Regions from separate parts of the Sus scrofa genome. Here region 1 is linked to region 2. The links are chromatin contacts, called in public Hi-C maps. All regions are on one chromosome and are shown on one strand. The core of a region is the stretch at or near the end of the contact, and the rest is flanking DNA. Distances in the headings are between cores, read along the strand shown. Region 1 overlaps ZNF407 (zinc finger protein 407). Region 2 has its middle 260 kb from the start of TSHZ1.

Region 1 (4,211 bases), core at 1,630-4,129, 740 kb before region 2:
CAAGAAAATCTCTTAGTGATAGAAAGCTATTTATACATAGAGTTGTATTAAAAATAACATATTAAACCACTAACTCATATATCTTTACAGATTTGAGATTGTGAGGCTGATATAATAAATTAAATTTTATCTTACTACACCTAGGATTGTTCATTTCTCTAGTCCACTAAATTAAGCACAAAGAATACTGGTTTCTTAGAGAGAAACATGATATTAAACATTTGCTCTAACTGTTCATTTCCAGTAGATGGCTACAGTTCACTACCAAATTGAACTTATAATAGATTTTTCACAGTAACTAAATCAGAAGATGAAGGTTGAATTACTATAAATGAGTTGCCCTGTACATTTTTCTTATTTCATGTGCTTAGTCATCTAGTGTCATTATTTTTTTTTTAAAGAACATCTTTTTAAAATGATTGAAAAGTGGTATTTTCACTTTTCCTTTTTGAGCAATGTGTAGTAATGCCATTATTTTCTTTTGTCACAAATTATTTACTTTTTAAAATTCAGTATTATATGAGGAGTACTAGTAATTACTAAGTTATGTAAAAAGGATACTATTATAAGAGTCCTTATAAATTCCATAAGTTATGGCTTTCCTAAATCCAGTCATTTTGTTTTTAAATTTATTTTAGCTTCTAAATTGAAGCACTTGAGTCATTTATCACTTGTGTTGTCTAATTACTGGCTTTCATTATATATTATTTCAAATATATATGTATGTATTTTAAAAAATAAGGGCTTTTTCATTAATCTGGATCTATACTAAATATCTTACACAGATACATAATTTAGTTAAGCAAAAATAATATAACTATAAGCTTTCTATTTGGAAAAATATGTATTAGTTTATAAAGTACTTAAAATTTGCATTACAAGTAGACATGTATCTGTCCACTAGGCTGTAGAAATAGCTTGTAAGCATAGCACCGAGGTGATAAGTATCATTATTGACTTTTCACCCTCATCCATAAATATAACTGCGATATCTGAGTAAATGAGTCTGAATTTATTGTGTATGTGGGGGTTTTGAATGCAACCCAAATGTGAAAACGATGAGACTTTTCTCGCTCCACCTCAAGACTACTGTATAATTTGTCTACCTTCTCTCACTGAATATTTGTTTTTCTTTGAGGTGTGTGTGTGTGTGTGTGTACATATATATCAATGTGATTTTATGTCCTCCAGGTATTGGTTGAACCAAGCGGTTCAAGGTTTAGCCTTTTCTTTTAATTTTACACGTGGAAATGAGGGTTTTATGTGATATTGAGACTGCAATTTTAGATCATTTTTTAAAAATCCACTGCCAGTTTATATGGCTGGCTACAACTGTTAAATCTATTATTGATAACATTTTCCTCAGCCATACAGATTATAAAAATAATGCCAATGTTCTAGGAGAGTTTTTTTTCCCACATTTAGATTTTATGTATAAATTTTACATTCTTCCCTTAGGACAAATGAATTATGTTTGCATTTTTTTTTTACTGATGCTTACGTATATATTTATCATTGTGATAGAAGTTGATTAAGAAATGGACCATAATCAAAACTAATTAAAAGAAATTTCATTCACACATTTTGTTAAGGGATAGTTGGAATATTCAGACAAAGCTTTGTGATTCAAAGGGACTTACAAGTCACAGGTTACTTTACATAAGAATAACTGATTTTTCTAAGACATTTAAATTTTATATAAATAAGAGGGATTTTTTTGTATGCAATTCATTTTTTACGGATGGGTAAAAACCTTAAAAGACAAAGGATATTTGACCCCACCCTGGGACCATGTAATGTAAGTTTACAAAAGGATCAAGGAACACAGATTTTAATAATGCAAACAGTATTAGTCCTGTCCCCTCTGGCGTTTTGAACCAGGACACACTGATTGTATACTTTGATTCCTAAACCGTGGAGATGTATCAGATGCCCTGGGGAGCACCTGGCCAAGCTAAGAACATTTCAGTGATTACAGGGTAGTGCCTAGAGGGCAATTAAGGGACAGGGCAAGAGATAGACAGTAATGAGTCCCGGTAGCACCTTAATGAACCTCCGAAAGGGAAGCAGAGTTAGGTAGACCCGTGGCTCAGAGGGAGAGGTTGTTGAGTAATGTGGAGATTATTTACCAAGACTATTATTTTTGTATCTTGATATTTATATAATCAGAGGCAAATTTTTAAATCCTCTTAATGTATTTAACATACCCTTTTAGATTGTGAATAATTTGAATTTTATTAATACAAGCTGTTGTTTTCACGTATTGCTTTTTACTGTGCTGAAGTTTGACTTAAATGATACACTTGTTTTGAATGTACTATTTTAATACATAATTTTCCTCACAATTGAGTTTGTAGGTGTGTTTTTCCTTTTCCGATTATATAGTAATTTTAGTCAGGTGTTGGAACTAGCTTTTTTTGTTTATCTGTGTAAACTTCCTGTTTGCTTATTCATTTTATTTTCTTAGTTGTTAATACTGCAGGGGAAAGCCTACTTTTGTTCATCTCGGTCAAACCTGTGAAAGCTGTAAAATTGAGAATAATCTCTTGAAATATATCTTTTTTTGCTGTAATTACATTAAAAAGGATTATAACAGATTTTTATATAGTGTTTGTGATTCATACAAGAGCATTGGATGATTTAAAATCCAGTTTATTTCCCTACTTCACCGCTGATTTTCTGACTCATATTTGTTGCTTAAAAGCACATTAATAGCATAATACAGATATATTTCTGTGTGCTTTCCTATTCGTCCACTTGCATTATTGTGGACAAAAAAAAAAAAAAAAAAAAAGGCAGTGAAAAGGAAAGCTGCTCTGAGCATGAGGTTTGATGTGGTAAACCTAGTTACTCATTAACCATGGTCTCCTGCAGCCTGATGCCCTCAGCAGGTATTAACGTATGGGCTCTCCTACCTCGTTGATCTTGCTGTGGGATATGCCCAAATGTACACCACGAGCTGAGAGACAACTGCTGGCTCCAAAGTGTTCACCTTCAGAGCACTTGGTTCTTGGCTTCCTGTTGATGGCATTGTCTGAATCACACACACCACCGCAGCAGTCCTTCCCTTGTTCTACAAATACTGTGCAGACTGCTGGGAGAGCCTGCAATGCTGTTTCTTGCTTTACCACTAGGGGGAGTCAAGGAGTGTCCCTGCAATTCCTCCCTCACTTCCCCCCTCCTCCCCCATCTCAGTCTGGGTCTCCTCCTCATCTCCCTTCCTTTCCCTTCTTTTCTTCTCTTTCCTTTCCCCTTCTTCCCTCCTATTCCTTTCTTTTTCTTCCTCTTCTTTGTGTAGTTACTGTAACCTTATCTCCCACTGCAATGGAATATCACTGCAATATGAACAGCAATTTTGTCTTTATATTTTCTTGAGTTCTTTAGTAAATGTCATATATTTTTCCTCACTGCTATTCACATACCTAGAGGATGGCAAGATTTTACAGTTTTAATGAGTAAAAGAACTCTTAGAAAAGTGTTACTACCTAAATGAATATTGAATTAAGTTTAAAATAAATAAAGCAAAACTTTGATGTATAAAATATCTAATATGATTGTATTAGAAATGGTGTATGTAAAAGCAATCATACAATAATTATTTAGAAACTGTTTTAACCTATTTTTGCTTTAATTAGAATGATTCTGAGATTATGAATATTTCTGTTTGTCTTCCTAATTCAGATTCATTTAGGATTGAATCTGACTTGGGTTTATGTTACATGATAACTTGCTTAGAATGTTCTCATTAAAACATTTATTCAACTATGATAGTCACTAAGCTTGATCTAAATATCCATAAATAAACATTTTAGCTTTATCTAAAAAGTAACCTAATGTGAATTTTAGTAGGAATTTAAGACTGTGTATATATATGCTTTAAATTGTGTAGTTAAAATATATTATACATATAATATGTTTCAGGTTTTTATATATCCATCTGGGGAAATTTGAGCACATGTTAATATTTTTCTCCCCAAATTTGCATTCTTTGGGTATTTAAAGATCACAGATTTTTTGAAATAGCTGGAGAACTTAATACTCATAAGTTTTGGGCCTTTTTTCTGATATCATAATAATTTTTGTATTTCTTAAAGATTAGATTTCAGTGATTTATTTTATCCTTGAAAATTCTTTTGTGTTTTAGAAAATAAACCTCTTTCATTGTTTGTCGAAAATGCTTAACATATGTAGAGTTGCTTAAGTACCATGTA
Region 2 (3,674 bases), core at 262-2,761:
GTTGGATCAGCAAAGAGTAGAACCAGATATGCAGATGGTTATTTTAACACATTTAAAAAACCCGTTAGACATGTGCACACTGAGGTATATGTAATGACTGGTCCATATGACGGGGTCCTGCTATACTGCACAAGGAACTCTCCCCAGTATTCTGTGATAATCTGTGTGGGAAAAGAATCTGGAAAAGAACAAATGTGTGCACATGCATAACTGAATCACTTTGTTGTACAGCAGAAATGATCATAACCTTGTAAATCAACCATGCTTCAATTAAACTTTAAAAAAATGAAAAGAAAAAACCCATCATGTGATTTTCTGAGAATCGTTGACAATGTACTTAGTAAAATGATAAAGGAGGAGAAATGAATGACTCAATGACTCAGGTGAGATTGACTTACTCTTTTTGTTTGTTTTTGCTTTTTAGGGCTGCACACACAGCATATGGAGGTTCCCAGGCTAGGGGTCGAATTGGAACTGCAGCTGCTTGCCTACACCACAACCACAGCAACGCAGGATCCGAGCCGCATCTGCGACCTATACTACAGTTCACAGCAATACCAGGTCCTCAACCCACTGAGCGAGACCAGGGATCGAACCCACAACCTCATGGTTCCTAGTCAGATTTTTTTCTGCTGCGCCATGACGGGAACTCTGGCTTATGTTTTAATATTAATAATAATCTGCATTATGTCTGGTGAGTAAAATTATCAGTATAGATGCTCCTCACTGGATGGTCCTCGGGGCCTTTGTGAAGGACATGTAGCAACAGCAGTGGCCCCACAGGTTCATGGAACTCCTAGTATCAGGCTCAGCCATGCTAACACCTGAATGCTGTTTCATTTAACCTCCTGTGGAGCTTGGCTTGACTATCAGATCAGGAAACAACTGTCAAAGGCTTAAAGACGCTGTGAATGGGGTCATTCGGGCATGTCACTCTTCAGTTTACATCCTAGGATGGAGTCCTAATGGCTTCGAATAAAATATAACTATGTGAACAAGTTATAAGCAATTTATATCTATGATGGTGTCATATTCCATATGTCCATGATAATGAAAAATCTGATCTACTCTTTTAAATCTTCCTACCTTATACTTCTATGTTTATTCCTCACTATATTCCTTGATGGTTACTTTTTTTAAAATTATAAAGCTGATCAAATCCGTAACCGGCTCCATTATCCTCCAGTTCTCCCACTTTACTGTGATGATAAGGATTTGGTGTGACTGTGCAAGGACTCACGCTGCCACAAACCCAGCCGCTGATGTTTCACTCTTACGACTCAGCTTCTTTCACTTTAAGAATTTTGCTCAGTCAAGTTCTTACATGATCCTCCAGCCATGAAAGTCAGCCAGCTCTGTAATGCCATCTTACAGATCCCGTTCAAATTTTATTGGTCACAATTTGTTTCTCTGAATTTGTATGCCTTTCAGATCTTCAAAGTTAGTGAAGCTTGCAGCCAGGAGGCATCTGTTTATAAAGCAGAGTGGGTGGTTTTTGGAAGACTTGCCCTGTGAGAACATGGGCCGAGGAGACACAGGCAAGTTCTCACTGAACTCACATTTCCTATTGAGAAGGGGGTCCTTAATACTTTTAGCCCTTTACCAATAGGAAAAATTAACGCCCCTTAACATTTAGCCTGCCCCAATACTTTGATCTTTGCCCTGACCTCAGCTTCCAATTACCGTGGGTTTATTTGTTCCTCATGTCATGAGCTGTGTGCTTCTGACACATTTCTGCCCTGGCCAGAAAACACACCACTCTTCCTGGTTGTTGCTTTAAGGTTTATTTGTTCCTCATGTCATGAGCTGTGTGCTTCTGACACATTTCTGCCCTGGCCAGAAAACACACCACTCTTCCTGGTTGTTGCTTTAAACCACAAGAAGACAGAGTTGTGTAGTCACACTCAGCCATGGTGTGGTGACCTAAGCCTCTGAGCCCAATCTGTGTGGGAAAAATGTTTCTCGTGTCCAGGAAACAACTACTGTGCGTTCCCTTGGTCACATCGCTACATGCCCTTGGACATCCTAGTTTGGATCTACAAGTCAGAAAGAGACTTCTTTCTGTGCCCCACCTCTGCCCCTACTTGATCTACCTTCACAGTGCTTCCAAACATAGATTAAACAAGCGAACATAACAAACCTAAAAAACAAAGGGCAAACAAACACAAAAAAAAAAAAACCAGAAAAAAACCCCACAAGAATTAATTTTATTTTCCGGAAAAGATTCCCTTTGAATTGATACATTTTATATTTCCAACAAATTTGTGAAGGTAATTCACAAATAAACAAACACATTGCTCTTCCTAGGTTTTAGGAAAAAATCATAGCTAGCTGAAGTACTGATTGAAAACTGTAAAATGACCTCAAGATATACTATACAACATCTGATATGTTTCAACCATTTTGACAAGGTGGTTGCATGGGTACCTCATGTTTGTGTTTGGAGAACTTTCTCATTTACCTTTTCTTCCTGCTGGTCCCCCTGAATCATGAGTAGGAGTACGTAGTGGCTGGCCATATGCATCCTTGGTTTATCTGGATTGGAAGACACACACCTGTGGCATATGGAGGTTCCCAGGCTAGGGGTCTAATCGGAGCTATAGCTGCCAGCCTACACCACAGCCACAGCAATGCAGGATCTGAGCCGTGTCTGTGACCTACACCACAGCTCACAGCAATGCCAGATACTTAACTCACTGAGGGAGGTCAGGAATCGAACCTGTAACCTCATGGTTCCAAGTCAGATTCGTTTCCGCTGCGCCATGACGGGAACTCCAGAAAGTGCACTCCTTAAAGCAAGATGAGCCAGTGTTGGTCAACCAGCATCTTTTGGGTCTGATGAATAGGCTAATCATGGGTCCACAGACCATGTTTTGACTGGGAGCCCTGTCATTCTGAGAATTTTATAAGAAGTAAAGAGATGTATACTTACCTTGAGGATGTATCTCCTTTCTTTAAAAAAACAAACAGGCCATTGAAAGAACCTCTCTCAAAGGCTACTTCTCATTCACTTCATGTTCTCTCATAGTTTCATTAGGGTGGAGGTAAGGGGTATGTTACTACAGCATCATGGGTAGGGATGCTACAGGACTTCAGAGTATCTTTCACACCATATTTATTACTGGTTATGTAAATAATCAATACTGCAGAAGTCAAGGACTGATGCAAAAGATTGCTCCTATAGCTTCTGTTGCCCTCATGTCCATACGTGGCCCTGCCTGTCTTCCCTTCATCAGGTGAATCCTATTTTCTCTAGCTGCTCTCTCCTCTACTGTTTTCCTTCTCCTCCTTCAAGGTCAACAAAAGCATTTCTGCCAAAACTTTTTCTTCTAATTTTGATTTGATAAAGTCAAATACCTTTTACCACTTCACTTGTGACGTTCTTCTTAGACCCTTTGCCTTTTGTATGCTTGCAGTTTGGGTGTCCATACTGACCCTTCTTACACCACTACTGTCTAATCATTCTACACTGCACCAGCATGTGCAGGGGTCGAGGCACAGAGTCAAGCTCAAGTTATCTCAGGTGGTTGGGGCTCACCTCAAGGACTCAAAGGGACAGAGTGGCCACGTAATATATTGTCCAAGTCAGGGCTCTTTGAGAATGAAGAGGGCTACTGTTAGGAACCCATTGGGAGAAAAATGTGCTGGGACTGTCCTGGCCACAGAGACAGGTC

Evidence for each region. A called contact is a pair of places that touch in the nucleus more often than the background predicts.
Region 1: a Hi-C map of liver shows a contact between it and region 2, with 4 times the contacts expected there. The contact joins two enhancer-like sites. A contact is called at or near these places in 1 of 5 promoter capture datasets (liver), 20 of 47 Hi-C or Micro-C datasets (alveolar macrophages, brain, embryonic fibroblasts and 12 more) and 1 of 2 datasets of contacts at active chromatin or transcription factors (skeletal muscle).

The regions. Positions count from the first base shown.
Region 1 is chr1:149,460,544-149,464,754 of Sscrofa11.1, reverse strand. The region is part of intron 3 of ZNF407 (zinc finger protein 407); the gene reads left to right. Among named protein-coding and RNA genes, the nearest start is that of ZNF407, 55 kb to the left of the region's middle. Within about 2 kb of position 2,879, at least 15 of the 83 cell types and tissues checked have an H3K27ac peak or open chromatin away from gene starts, as enhancers often do. A contact at or near this core is called in liver, where this site is marked.
Region 2 is chr1:148,723,393-148,727,066 of Sscrofa11.1, reverse strand. No RefSeq gene overlaps it. Among named protein-coding and RNA genes, the nearest start is that of TSHZ1, 260 kb to the left of the region's middle. Within about 2 kb of position 1,511, at least 5 of the 83 cell types and tissues checked have an H3K27ac peak or open chromatin away from gene starts, as enhancers often do. A contact at or near this core is called in liver, where this site is marked.